2 separate regions of the Gossypium hirsutum genome follow, and region 1 is linked to region 2. A link is a contact called in public Hi-C data. All regions are on one chromosome and are shown on one strand. Each heading gives the region's core, a stretch centred on a gene start, on an enhancer-like site or on the middle of the called end of the contact. The rest is flanking DNA. Distances are from core to core; before and after follow the strand shown. Region 1 has its middle 13 kb from the start of LOC107953067. Region 2 holds the start of LOC107953066 (protein RETICULATA-RELATED 4, chloroplastic).

Evidence for each region. A called contact is a pair of places that touch in the nucleus more often than the background predicts.
Region 1: a Hi-C map of leaf shows a contact between it and region 2, with 2.3 times the contacts expected there. The contact joins the enhancer-like site here to the promoter of LOC107953066 in region 2. A contact is called at or near these places in 9 of 34 Hi-C or Micro-C datasets (callus, leaf and petal).

The regions. Positions count from the first base shown.
Region 1 is chrA07:25,107,005-25,114,284 of Gossypium_hirsutum_v2.1, reverse strand. No RefSeq gene overlaps it. Among protein-coding and RNA genes, the nearest start is that of LOC107953067, 13 kb to the left of the region's middle. Within about 2 kb of position 5,729, at least 2 of the 9 cell types and tissues checked have an H3K27ac peak or open chromatin away from gene starts, as enhancers often do. A contact at or near this core is called in leaf, where this site is marked.
Region 2 is chrA07:25,072,471-25,080,307 of Gossypium_hirsutum_v2.1, reverse strand. It overlaps LOC107953066 (protein RETICULATA-RELATED 4, chloroplastic), which reads left to right and starts at 4,829. Exons shown (of 8, transcript XM_016888295.2): 1 at 4,829-5,589; 2 at 5,988-6,056; 3 at 7,532-7,663; 4 at 7,783-7,836. The coding sequence starts at 5,062.

The DNA of each region.
Region 1 (7,280 bases), core at 4,480-6,979, 33 kb before region 2:
GTTTAAAAATTTACTAAAAATCATAGAAATTGAACTTGGTGATGGAATACATATCAAATTGAAGCTTATTATGTCTAGTTTCACATGAAACAAATGAAACAGGTAAAGGAATTATATGTTACAAGATATTTGAATTTTAGTTAAACAGGGTCATAGCAGTTTCTGAATCCCCTGTTCCAACTTTAGAAATTCACCATAAATTGTAAAGATATAATTAGGTAGTGTATTTTATATTCTCAGAATCCTTATTGAGTCTAGTTTCATTAGAAACAAACCTCATAGTCATATGGATTTCTTACAGAGAGAAATGTGGTTCGTAGTAAACAGAGGTCAGACCAGTCAAGTCCTGAAATAGGGGTAACTTTAACTAATAAACTGTACTAATTGGCCCAACCAAAAATTCTAGAAAAAAATTAGTAGATAGGTATATGAGTCTAGATTTAGGGAAAATTTACGGATCTTGATTTCGAGTTTCGTAACTCGAGATATGATTTTTCTTGTGACTGTGATGCAAGTAGCTTAAAAGCTGTGAATGTAGAAATAAATAATCCAAAGTTCTAAATATGTTAAATTAAGCTTAGTAACACCTCATACTCGACTCCGGCGACGGTCTCGGGCGTGGGGGCGTTACATTGAATTTTTCAATTTGATATCATATCATCATTCTCATCATCAATAGTAATATATATAACATGGTGGGATTTGGTAGAATCTCGAGATTGGAGACTCGAAATTAGATAAGAAGGTGAAGCCTGTTTGCTATAGTCTATAGAGCAATATTTTAAAGTATGAAGTATTATGCCATTGTCCTATTTAAAAAGTTTCATTGATGCTATGTTTTTATTACTCATTTAATTTTTTATTTTCATTTCATTTAATTTTTTAGTTAATTATAATGCCTATTTGTAATTTATTACTATAATTATATTTACAAAATTCTAATAACTCGATTTGACTTTTGGATCTAGCAAATGTGAGAGCAAATATTCAACTTGAAAATTTTCTATTAGGTGCAATTGTTTTATTTTCTTGTGTTACTTGAGTGTCTGATTTATATTTCATATATAATGTTGTCTAAGAAACATTTATCTAGAAGTGAAAAAAGAGAAAACGTGCTGAAGAGTTAAAAAAATCAAAGTAAGGTGCTATTGATAAATTTATTTTTAAAATAATAGTTTTTAATAAAAATTTGGATCAATAAAATGAAAGTTTGCATGTCCATGAGAACGATGAAATTAATGATCTAAATGAGCCTAATGATGTGCCAAATGTATCCAATATTGAAAATCTTGATCTTAATGAAGAACAAACAATTCCTCCTGATATTAGCATTGATGAAGGACAAATAATTCCTTCTTTGGATATTTATGATTCTAGAAATTGAGCTAATCTTGATAACAAAAAAAGGGATATTTTAGTTGAAAAGAGGCCTATAAGAGGAATGAATCTTGATTTTCCTCTCAATAATAATAATAAACATTTCTCATATGATTATTTTTTTAGGAAGTTGAGCAATGGTGAGATTAGCGATAGAAAATGATTGGTTTATTCCAAACATGTTGACAAAGTGTTCTGTTTTTGTTGTCAGTTGTTCAAATTTATTAGTAACAAAAGTTTGTTAGCAAATGAAGGTTTAAGTGATTGGAGGTATATTAGTGAGAGGCTCAAACAACATGAAAACTGTGATGAGCATATGACTAATATGAATACTTGGAATGAGATGAGAGTAAGGTTGGATAAAAATAAAACAATTGATAAAAGTTTGCATTTACAAATTATGGAAGAGAAAGAGTGATGGAGGCAAGTTTTACTTAGAATATTCTCAACTGTGAAATATCTTGCTACTCATAATTTGGCTTTTCGAGGATCCAATGAAAAACTCTACCAAGATAGCAATGGTAATTTCCTAGGATTGATTGAAATGATTGCAGAATTCGATGTGATAATGCAAGATAATGTTAGACGCATTCAAAACCGTGACATTCGTTATCGTTATCTTGGGCATAAAATTCAAAATGAATTGATTTCCCCTTTGGCTGATAGTGTTAAAAGTTCTATAATTAAGACCATCAAAGAGGCGAAATATTTTTCCTATAATTCTTGATTATACCCCTGATATTGGTCATCAAGAACAAATGACTCTAATAGTATAATGTTCAAATATGTCAACTAATAAAATAAAAATTGAGGAGTACTTTTTAGAGTTTTTGAAGGTGGATGATACATCTGGATTGAGACTTTTTATTGAATTACAAGATATTTGAAGTCTCTTGATCTTAGTGTTGATGATGTAAGGGGTCAGGGTTATGATAATGGTTCCGATATGAAAGGGAAGCACCAAGGTATTCAAAAGCAATTTCTTGAAATAAACTCGAGAGCATTATATATGCCTTGTGCTTGTCATAGTCTGAATCTTACTCTTAGTGATATGTCACATTCTTGCATTAGAGCTATTTAATTGTTTTGGGAATTGTTAAACGCATATATTCATTATTTTCGAGTTCTACAAAAAGATTAAAAATTTTGCTTGACAATGTCTTGAATTAACTGTGAAATTTTATCTAATACTCGTTGGGAGAGTCGAATTAAAAGTGTTAAAGCTATTAAATTTCAAACTCCTTAAATAAGATTGGCTTTGTCGGAATTATATGAATCTTGTGATGATGCAAAGTCAACAAGTCTAGTAGAGAGTTTGGTCAATGCACTTGAGAGTTTTGAGTTTTTGCTTGGTATTGTAATTTGGTTTGAAATTTTATTTGTTATAAATATGGTGAACAAGAAATTGCAATCTAAGTCTACGTGCATTGACACCACCATAAATAAAGCAATTAGAAGGTGTATTGGCATATTTTGAAAAGTATAGAGATGAAGGCTTTACTTTTAGTATGAATATTGCTAAAAGTATTACACTTGATATGAATGTAGAGTCTACCCTTCCAACAAAGCGTCGGATTATTAGAAAAAAAAACAATTTGATGAGAATAACCAAGAGGATGAAGAAATTCGGTTTGGCTGATGAATTATTTAGAGTTGATTATTTTTTAGTTATTGTAGACATTACAATTACTTCTTGTTTGATTCAAACAAGTTAAAGTCATTGGATGAAAATGAATTAAGAGAATGTTGTGCTACTTTTCACTCTACCTTTTCTCATGGTGATTCATCAAATGTTGATTTAAATGATCTTTTCTCTGAATTGAAAGTGTTGCAATTTACTTTATCGAATGAATTAATGTCAGCCACTGAAATTCTTGAGTTTGTCAAATTTGCAGGTTGGAGTAGATTGAATGAATTTTCTTTTTAATTTTGTTAAAAATTATCTTATTTGCTTAATGTCATAAAATGTGCTATTTTAATAAAATTTTTAGTATATATTTTTATTTTATTGTATTATATTTTATAATTTTTAAAAAAGCTCCAATTTATTATTTATCTTAGGGAACCAAAAATATTAAGAAGTTGTCGTTATATATATGAATGTGTATATATATATATATGAATACTACTTTAAAATTGAAAAATAAAAATCTCCTAAATAAAGAAATCGTTCATTATGAAAGAGAACTGGGTTCCAACACCTTTTCTTTTGTCTTCCACTTTGATAATTGTTTAAGATGGAAAGTAGAAAACTAAGAAAAGTTAGTGCTGCTAAGAATAGTTTTGCCTTTTCTTTTCTTTTCTTTTTTTTTTTATTCTTCTCAATCTCATCACCACTGGAAATGAAATGACATGCTCTCCTTTTATTAGATGTAGTTGTAGATCATTTTCAAGATTTTCTTTTTATTTCTCAGTCAATTTGATTTTAGTGAAAATATTTTAAAAATAAAGTAGTGAATGTTAAAAATTACATCTACTCATGTTAAAATTATATTATGTAAAATATTATGGTACACTACTTATAATAGGTGAAAAATTATGATGTAGTTACTATTAGAGTTATTTATGAGTTGAGTCAGCTTGAAATGTGGTTCTAAAATTTTTTTTATATTCATGTCAGTTTTTAAATTAACCTATGATACTCAAAAGGCTCATTTATTATTTAAAAATTAATAAAATATTTTTAAAAAATTAATTAAATTTAAATAATAATTTTTATTATTTAAATTAAATTTGAGTTGGGCCTGGGCAGGCTACCCAGCCCTTGGATAGGTTTACTTGCGATATGAATGAAAATAATATCTTAATAGATTATGATGCATTTACAATGTGGGTAAAAAAATCATATAAAAATATATTTATTAAAAGGTTAGGTAATAACTAAATAAAGCTTTGATTAAAACAATAAAATTGAATATTTAAAACTATGGTGTCTATGTAAAAGAAAAACATTATATTTTAGTTTCAAATCTATATGAAATTTTATTGATTTTATATAAAAATATATATTTTTTAAAATATTTCATAATAGCGTAATTTACTTTGTAAAAATAATATATTTTTAATAAATTTTCAACTGAGTGTTTTGTGATATAATATTGATATAAATTCATATAATCTTGTATTTAAAAAGAAAAGTTTAAAAGTTCCCCTTCAATAATTTTTTAAAAATATGTATTAAAATACTATAATCTTAAACACTTGTGGGAAATGAATTTCTTAATAATATATTAATTTTAAATCACAATTGTTAGAATTTTACACAAACTAGCATATGTCATGTATTTCATTATATTTTCTAAAGATTCTTTTTGTTCTCTTATAGAATACCCAAGACTATTTTTTGGGTCTACAATATTAGAAATGTATGCTTTTGTTCTTTAATGGTACTTGACCTATGTTTAATTTGGCATTATTATTTTTTAAATTTAAGCCAATGAAAATTGGACACGTGTCAGTTTTAAATGTAATTAATTTTTATACCATCATTAATTAGTCAAAATAGTTAATATCATTAATTTTTCGATAAAATATTACATTGTTACATTTAATTTGAATGCCCTAAGGGTTTTAGAGATGAATAAATCGCTTTTTATTTCGTTTAGGTTTGCCTTGTTGCAATTTTTGTTGCAATGATCAAATTTTTGTTTTAGCCTTATATTATATTGAAACTTGGGATTTAATCTATATACTTTATTTTTTTGACATAATTTGATCTTTCTACTTTTATAATGTCATTAGTTAGTCTAAATATTTAATATTATTAACTATTTCAATAAAATTGTTGACTTCAATTTTTTTTAAGAACAATATTCTAGCAAAAAATTATTTTATCATAACGAGTTCAAATGAATATTTTTAAGAGAAAAAAATCATATAAACATTTACAATATCATTTTTATTGTTATATAACTACTAAGTGAATATTTTTAAATTTTAAATATCACATCAAAGAATTTAATAGAAGAATTTTAATCGTAGTAACAATTGGATCTAAATTTCTAAATCCAAAAAATAAAAATTCTAAATTTTTAAAACTAGAAATAGGATTAGAATATATTTTAACCTTCAAATTTTGTATTCCATAATTTGACATAAACAAATAGGATCGTACTAATATATTTTTAATTTCATAATTATATTATTTATAAAAAATAAAAAATGATTAACATAATTTAATTAACACATAAAATTAATTAATGTGGACATGGCAAGCGTAAAAGTAGTTTATAATATGAAGCAAACAAAAAGATTCTGGCATATTTTAAAATAATTTTGAATATTGTGAAGATTCCATAAATCAGATGTAAAGATTGGAACCTGTTCAATGAGTGCTAACTCTCGCCAACCTAATTGTGCCACAAATCTATGGCACCTACACGTATGTTTTAGGAGGTGTTTTGCACGCTCCAATTATTTATATTATTTCTACGTCTGATTTTACTTTTATTCTTCTTTTTAAAATGCACATTAAGGCTTTCCTTCTTTTCTTTTCTTTTTTTTTTCTTTTTCTTTTATTTTCCATCAAAAGAGAATAATAAATTTTTAATTTTGGTCCTTCAACTATTATCATATTTAAATTTTAATTTAACATAATTTGATTCTCTATTTTTACAATAACATTGGTTAGTCCAAATAGTTATTATCTTAAGCTATTTTGATTAAGATGCTAACAGAAATTTTTTTAAATAACTTTTTAACATATAACAAAATCTCTCTTGACATGATAAGTTAGAACGTATAATTTTAACAAAAAATTCCACCTCATCATTTTATCTATATTAACTTTGATTTAATATTTATATCTAATTTAGTAAAAAATATTTTATTAATTTATTTTATATTTAAAATACGTATTTAAAGGTGTTTGTATATGCTAATAATCAATTTATTATTTGTTTTCAAACAACTTAGGAAAAAATTAAAAATTATTATCATTTAGTTTTTATTTCTAAATAATACATTTTTATATGCCTGCATGGATAAATATATTTTGTTAATTTATTATTTTAATTTTAAAATTATATATTTAAACAGTTTGATTCGCACGTTTATTCATGAGTCAAGTTAGAATTGCTATCAAATCCGCTCTTTAAAATGAACAAGAATGTCTTAAGGCATTCTTTATCTAACACTTGTCCAAATAGACGCCATTTATATATATATATATATGAAAATTTTCAATTTCAATTTTGGTCTTTATAATATGCTTTTGAAATTTAATCTTTATACTTTAATTTTTGGTATATTTTGATACTTCAACTTTTATAATATCATTAGTTATTCTAAATATTTTATTCTAATTAAAATGTTTAGTTTAAAATTTGTTATTACCGTTAAATTTCTTCATTAAATTAAGGTCTGTTGCAATGTATTTTCTCTTTTGATACATCGTTATTGGTGATTATTTTTTAAAATTTCAATATGTTACACCAAAGAATTTGACAAAAGAATTTTAACAGTGTTAATAACTAGATCCAAAAAAGTAAAAAGACGAAATATCTAACAATAAAAGTATGTCATTAAATTTCAAATTCTATATTGATCAACCATATCCCACTACATAGATTGTGGTATATCCAATGTCAGCCTTTATAGAACAACTAGTTACGGTGGATGTTTGACTGTATCAAAATATATGACTCATGATGTTGGGATAATGGTGATATCAAGTCTGAGGATCGTATACATAGTAATCACTATGAGTAATGTTGTGACTATTACATAATAATCCAAGAAACATACTCATAGCGGGTCAGTCCAATATGTTGTTCTTTAACACACATACTCATGTATTGGTTTTGACATCTCATGTCAGTGACAACACTTTGTCATCAATCAACTACATGTTAGTCTTAATGCATTATTGTTGTTCAAGCCCACAATAATACTCGACTAAAGAC
Region 2 (7,837 bases), core at 3,580-6,079:
GCCGGATTAAGGATACAAAACATTACCGTACAATTTTAAAACCATTAACATCATAGCATTTTAAAACAATTAATCATAGTATAAATCATTCAATGACATGTATTTTGTCCCTAAATCGAGCCTTCGAGGCCCTAAAAATAACTTAAAAGCAATTCTAGACTAATTTGAAACAAAACAAGAAGTTTAAGAAAAAATTGAAAAAATTGGAAAATAGGGGTCGCACGGCCATGTGATATCACCTTAGGTCGTGTAACATTCGAACAAGGAACACACGGTTATGTCCCAGCTTGTGCCTTTACCCGTGTAACTTACTGAGATGCCTCATACGCCCGTATGCCAGGGCGTGTGCTAGGCCGTGTAACTCTGAGTTGTCACATACGCCCATGTGCTAGGCCGTATAACTCATTGACTTGGAACACTAAAAAATCTTAAATGACACACGATCGTGTGACAGCCTGTGTCCCAGGCCATGTAAACCCAAAATTTACCTAAAATCAAGCCATTTCATAACCAATTCATGCATAACTAATCAATCCATTTGTACACACTTTCAAGGACTTAAGCATCATTCAATTACACATAATAATGCCATTTCAAGCAACCTAGTTCACCTAACCAATATGCCATTCAAAGGCACCACAATTGCATCCAAACATCTTTTACCTAAACATGTCAAAATTGCCATTTTTCCAAGCATAATAGCCTAGTTCAATTAACCACCAAACATATCACAAATGACCATTATCAAGCCATTACAGCCATACCAAAAGAACCTTATATACATACACTTAAAAGTGACCAAAATGACATAATTTGGTAAGGCATTGTAGATCACCAAATCAAAAATAAACTTCAAAGCATAAACATACCATGTCACCATGAACACATTCTCAAAATACTATTACAAAACAACTTACATATGGCATTATTAACCTTGGCCAAAATACACAAAATCTACCAAAATAGCTGCTGGATAGTGTGATATGTCTCCAACGAGCTTCCAGCTGATCGAGCTTTCGATAATCTATAAAACAATGGAAAATAACTATGTAAGCAATGAGTGCTTAGTAAGCTCGTATAAACTTTAAACATAACTTTCCACTTCCAATAATACAATTCATAGATTAAGTATAAACCATTACCAATGCCATTAGCTTAGTAAAAGCCTATACAACATCATCAAATTCACAAGTTAGCATACTTGTTCATGATACATATGAAATCAACCATAAGATATGCAGTTTACCATATATATATAACATTTAACTCATCAATGTTGCCATAAGATCATGATTCATTCCATTTGTATACTTACCATTTCATTTCCCTTTTCTTACCCATTGAACCATTTAAAATTACATGGGATACTCTGGAAAGTGCACACATAGTGTGCCTTTACATATAACCATAACCTTTCATTTACATCAATGCTCACACGAGCTGTGAAATATGCCTACTCACATGAGTTGTAGGTTAGAATGTAAGGTACACGATGCTGCTCACATGAGCTGTGGAGAATCCGTAACAAATGCAGGACTTTAGCCATCGGTAGGACATTCAAGACTAGCACTCGAAACATGAAATCCCTAATGACATGTCATTTGTATCCTAAGAATTCTTAAGGTTCAACAGAGAATCATTATCTATCAATTCATCATGGCATAAATAAATTTATACTCAATTTCATTTATATCACAACAACACAATAAACATTTAAATTTAGCTAACATTAAAACGACCACAGTTCATATGAACTTACCTTGATAACTAGAGCGAAGAAGTAAAGTCGAACTAATCCGAAGCTTTAGCTTTTCCTCGATTTAAGTCCGAATATGGTTTATCTTGATCTAAATAGATAATTTCAATCAATTAAGTACCTATATAATTCAATTTAATAAATAATTCATATCTATGCAAAATTACAAATTTGACCTTAATATTTAAACTTTTCACAATTTAGTCTTTAAGCTCGTAACTTGAAATTTAACCATTTTAACCTAAATCCATGTTAACCAATGTTACAAGGGACCTTGAATTAACCCATCAATACCAATATTTCACAACAAAACCTATAGATTTACACCTTTAACAATTTAATCCTTAATTCCAAAATTCATCAAAAATCATTTAACAAAACTTACTTTTTTTATAAAAAAGATAAATAATCCATTAACTAACATCAAAACCTATTCAAAAACATTCATGGTAAGTCCCTCTACCTTTAACAGTTTTGCAAATTAACCCTCGGGCTAGCTAGATTAAGCTAAAATGAACTCAAAAACATAAAAATCATTAAAAACGGGGCTTGCAATCACATACATGCAAGATTAAAGCCTAGCCAAATACTCAAACCCTATTTCAATGGTGATTTTCGGTGGACATATGAAATGACGAAGAAGATGAGCTTAATTTCTCTAGTTATTTTAGCTTTATTTACCAAATTACTATTTTAACCTTATTACTAATTAAAAATTACATTAATATCTTGCCCATGCATATCCGCTAGAATTAATTATGGTATAATTACCATATAAATCCATTAGTTTTTCTTTCCATGGCCATTTAGCCCTTATAACTAATAGATACTCACTTTTACACCTTTTACGATTTAGTCATTTTCACTTAATTGACCATGTAAACATCAAAATTTCTTATCAAAATTTTAATACGACCTTAATTATAAAATAATAATTCACTCGTCAAAATTATGGTCCCAAAACTAATGTTTTCGACATCACTAAAAACGGGCTATTACAATGAGTGTTTCCTACTTTCCAATATTCGGACAAGTATACCATATAAAAAATAAACCAAACTCGTAAGAAGATATTTTCATAAATAAAATCTTAATCCAAGTTTCAATTTTTTTTTACCTATTCACAAGTGGGAACATATTTACTTGGTGATCTACTGGTGCTAGAAATGGCATCCTATATAGCGCCCAGGATTGTAGCAGTATCAGACAACCTCCTATATCTTGTGTTCTGTGCTTTGTCCCCCGAAAAAGCTCACGATATAACATCGCTAGTACTGCTGAACCTAACTGTAGGAACGAGCACCTTGCAAATCAGTTGTTAAGGGTAGGTACATCAAGTGGACTCTATTATTATTAGAATTCGACATAAGTAACTTCCTACAAACTGCAGTATATAAGCCTGAGCGGCGGACATCTTTGGCCTTTCGGTTGCATAATTTGACAATGTTTCAAAATTGGCCTTCAACCACAAAAATTTTAAACCCGTAAATTTAGATGTACCATCAATGGGAGAGCATCCAAGCAAGTCATAGCAGAGCACCGCAAATCGCATCACCTTCCACAGAGAGCCCTAATTGCATTGCGACATCCTCTAATGTGATGGTGCATTCCCACACAGAAAATGAAATGTCTACGTCTTTAGGCGCCACCGGTCAACTAGTGCCAATATTAAGTCAGCCCTTAACTCAAACACACGGATTAATGCCGCTGATCCAAATCCTGTGGCATTTAGGTAGATTATAATCCGTTTGTCCGGCCGGTAGCTCGAACCATGGGCACTTGACCTCAACACATAGTACACACCCTAATTATATTAAATTGTAACATTGGTTAAAATCTCACAATTAAATAAAAATTTATGTGAAATATTAGAACTTTTTTTTTGGCAAATAGATCGTCCTTGCTGTGTGATCGTTTGTAGTAATTAAAAAACCCATTTCGATTTCTACACAAACAAATAAAATTTTAATCATTGACTTAACAAATAAATAATGAAAAAATAACGACAATTACTTTTTCCGAAGCCCATTTTTGTAAAAAAAAATCTAATTACTCAAAAAAACATATAATGTTCACTTTTATATCTTAAAATAAACAAATTATTATTAAAATAAAAATATATACTAGTCAAACCAATCTTAACATTACTTTCAATACAAATCTATCTTAATACACAATTCTAATAATTCTACTAAAATAAACATGCACTTTCAAAGAAACCTATCTTAATAAACATACACTACAAAAAAAAATACAAATATCTAAAATAACACAATTTTAATTATTTTCGAAGTTAACATATTATTACAATAAAAATTTAAAATTTCAACACAATTCTAAACTATTAATAATTATACGATCACAAATTTTTTTAATTTTTTTGGGACCTTTTCCTATTGGAAGTGAGGGAGGGAATGTCCAAGTGCTTGTAATATAAAAAAATAAAAAAATACTAAATAATTAGTATTAAATAAACTTTTAACACAAATAAATTACTATTAAAAAAATAACTAACAACCTCTATAGTAACATTTTCTTCTTGGTTTTCGGTGGGGGACCATCAGCTGGTAGTCTTTTTTTTCTTTTTTTTTTCGTGTGGAAACAATATGTGGGGGGTTGGTCCCTTTTATAATAATGGAAATAATAATATAATAATAATTTTTAAACAAAAAGTAAAAAAAAATCTAAAATATTCAGACTAATGATCGATGGATCATATTAGTGGTAGGCCGTCAAGCTGGTGCCGTCAGACCATTAGGCGGCACTGACCTGCCATTGATGTAACTCATCGACTATGGATCCAAGTTTTAATACTCGAATATTTCAAGCTTTTTTTTAACTTAAAAAACATATTTTATAATAAAAATTCGGGTGCCACCTGACACTTCAATAGTACCAATAAAAAATATTTTTTAAATTTTATATGTATAAAAATATGATGTATTTTTAAATTTTAGATATTGGTGACATCGGTTGCTCTGGCAACACCCTAAAAAAAAATATATTTTAAAAAATTAAAAAAAACATTATTTGGAATCTAAATTATAAGAAAAAGGTGGAGAGTAATGAGAGCGTGAGTTTCACGAGGACAGAAAAAAGAGTAGGAAAGAATGAAACCCTAAAGTAGACAAGAGCGGAGGTTGATTTTCAGACAAAAACTGTCTTAGAAAGTGGTCTGGCGTTTGCTTAGATTCAGATCCTTCAACTTTGATCAACTAACCAACGACAAACCTTTCATTATTACACACCTCTTTCCATTACTTCTCTGACCAAAACTCCGCCTCTGACACCACCTGCAGCCACCAATGTCCATCGCCGCCTGCCTTCTCACCCCTTCCCCACTTTCCTCTCCTAATTCCCTTACCATCACCCCTAAATTCCCCACCACTTTCCCTCTCCACCTCCACCTCCGCCTTTCCTCCTCCGCCACCTGTCTCCGTCACAGCCGATCTTCCCCTTTCTTAACCTTCTGCGCCGGCGGCGATGGTGGTGATATTAACAGCAATAACAACTCGGGTGGCGGCGGTGGAAACGATGAGAATGGAAAACACAGGGGTGGTGATGACGAGAATGCGGGTGACAAGAACAGGAAAGAGGCGATGATTGTCCTGGCGGAGGCAGGGAGGTCAACGGAGAGTCTGCCGAAGGACTTGGCGGCGGCGATCCAGGCTGGGAGGATCCCCGGGTCGGTCATAGAGAGGTTCTTGGGGCTTGAAAAATCGGGGCTTATGAGATGGTTGATGCAGTTTGGAGGGTTTAAAGAAAGGCTTTTGGCTGATGATCTTTTCTTAGCTAAAGTTGCCATGGAGTGTGGTGTTGGGATCTTCACCAAGGTCCATTTTTCCTCCTTTTTCGTTTTTTTAATCAATATATACAAATGGCTACTGTAGATTTGTTCTCCCATTCTTACTTAGCATTGGGTTTAAAGGTTTTCTTTTTATTCTTTTTCACTTGATCATTTTTGGTTCACTTATTTTCTTTGAATCTTAGCCCGAATTTCGGGCTACTTTGCCTTTGGAGTTTTAAGTCAACGTTTTATTCTTTCTTTACATGAAACTGCTTAAAGTGCATGATTGTTTTAGGATTAAATGTTCAACAAAACAGCATGTTGATTTTTAGGAAAAGCAATTGAAGCTACAAGAGCTATGTTTATGCATGTTCCAAATTTTGGTCTCATTTACTTTATCATTCCATCTTAACTACTGTTTTTATACTTTATCATGTTTTCCAGACTGCTGCAGAATATGAACGTCGCAGAGAAAACTTTTTCAAGGAGCTGGAAATCGTTTTTGCTGATGTGGTATGATTCTTCACTTACCTCTTTAAAACCTGCACCTTTTCATTCTTCATTTCTTCTGATTCTGAGTAGCAAGGAGGGCTTATTCGATAAATTTAAACCCAAACAACGCTGGATTTTGATGCCAATTCAAGTCTATTTTATTGATCCTTAGAATTTCTTGATGGTCAAACTACTGTTTTTTATTTGAATTTAGGGGAATAATATGTTACAATCCTTCTAACGCTCTGTATATATATATATATATGTATATATATATTTTTAAGGATAAGAAGTCAATTGCTTTATAATTGTTAGACTAGGAACACAGCATGGACATGACGGCTATAAAAAGATTTTATATGTTGAATTTGTACTTTTCAATTAAAAAACAACTTGCAAATAGTTTTTCAAAATTCAAAAATTGAACCTCAAAAACACCTATGAGAACCGAATTGTTGATTCCATATTTGGAAGAAAAAAATCATCATTTATCCAAACATGTTCAATTGTGTCCATTCATGTCTGACTTTATCTTGATCATCTTTTGACAGTGTTCAATTTTACTTTTACTTCTTTTAATGTGTCCAACATGTTGGACATTTATCGACATATGGACACTCCACTGATAGAAATGTCATGCTTCATAGTTAGATGAATTCTGTTAGCTGCTTAAAATTGTCTTTGGTAAATGACCTCAGCTAAAGTAGCTCAATATCATGCATCGGCAATTACAAATACAACACATATATAGATTGTAAGCATTTGTAGTTGGATGAACATACTTAATTCACAGCTGTTGCATGATATATAAGTTTTAGTAACAAGAGGAAGTGATAGGTGGGTTTACCACTTATCAATCATGGGAACGAATGCCAGGTGCCGTCTTGTCGACATTGGGCTTTTCCTTTAGGGAATGTTTCAAATGCACTAGATCATCCAACGAAGAGTTTGAATCATAACATATGGTGGTAAAGAAGTCTATAGTTCAAGATTAATGGTTATTACGGAGTTTAATCAAATATATGACTCATTTATACATGCATGTTCTCCTGGTAATCTAACCAAGCTTTTAATACTAAACCATATCTTTTTGTGGGCTTGCAAGCTCGTCTTCTACTAGGCTGATAAAACGATCATTTGAGACAAACGAGACATGGAGTTTTGTTTAGTTATCAAGGGGAAAAATAGCAAGATTGAATTAGAGTTTAGATTTTGTCAGAGAAATCTTGAGAATTCGGATGTTGCCAAGTGTAGTATATCAGGTTTTAGCACTTGTTATATCTGTCTACTTTTTGTATTTGAGCTGTAGAATAAATTAACTATAGATACACCTTTGCGAGTGATATTTTTATCTAGAGAAACTAATATTATGAGGAAGCAACGAGGTTTCTTTCAAAAATTTGTATTATTTTTAGCATTATAAATTGTGGCTGCATAATGCATATTAACACTATTATTTTCTATCATTTAAAATGTCCAATGTGTTTTTTTTCTAGGTAATGGCCATAATTGCAGATTTCATGCTTGTGTATCTTCCTGCTCCTACTGTTTCTCTCCGGCCTCCTCTTGCAGTCAGTGCTGGAGCTATTTCCAAGTTCTTCTATAGCTGCCCTGATAATGCTTTCCAGGTTTCTTTCTTTTATTCTTGCTGATAAAGTTGCATCAAGACTTTGCATCTATACATATCTTAAAGCTGTTAATTAAAATACAAATGATTCATGGTTGCGATCCAACTTCTTGCCTGCAGGTTGCTCTTCCTGGTACTTCGTATTCACTTTTGCAGAGATTAGGAGCAGTAATGG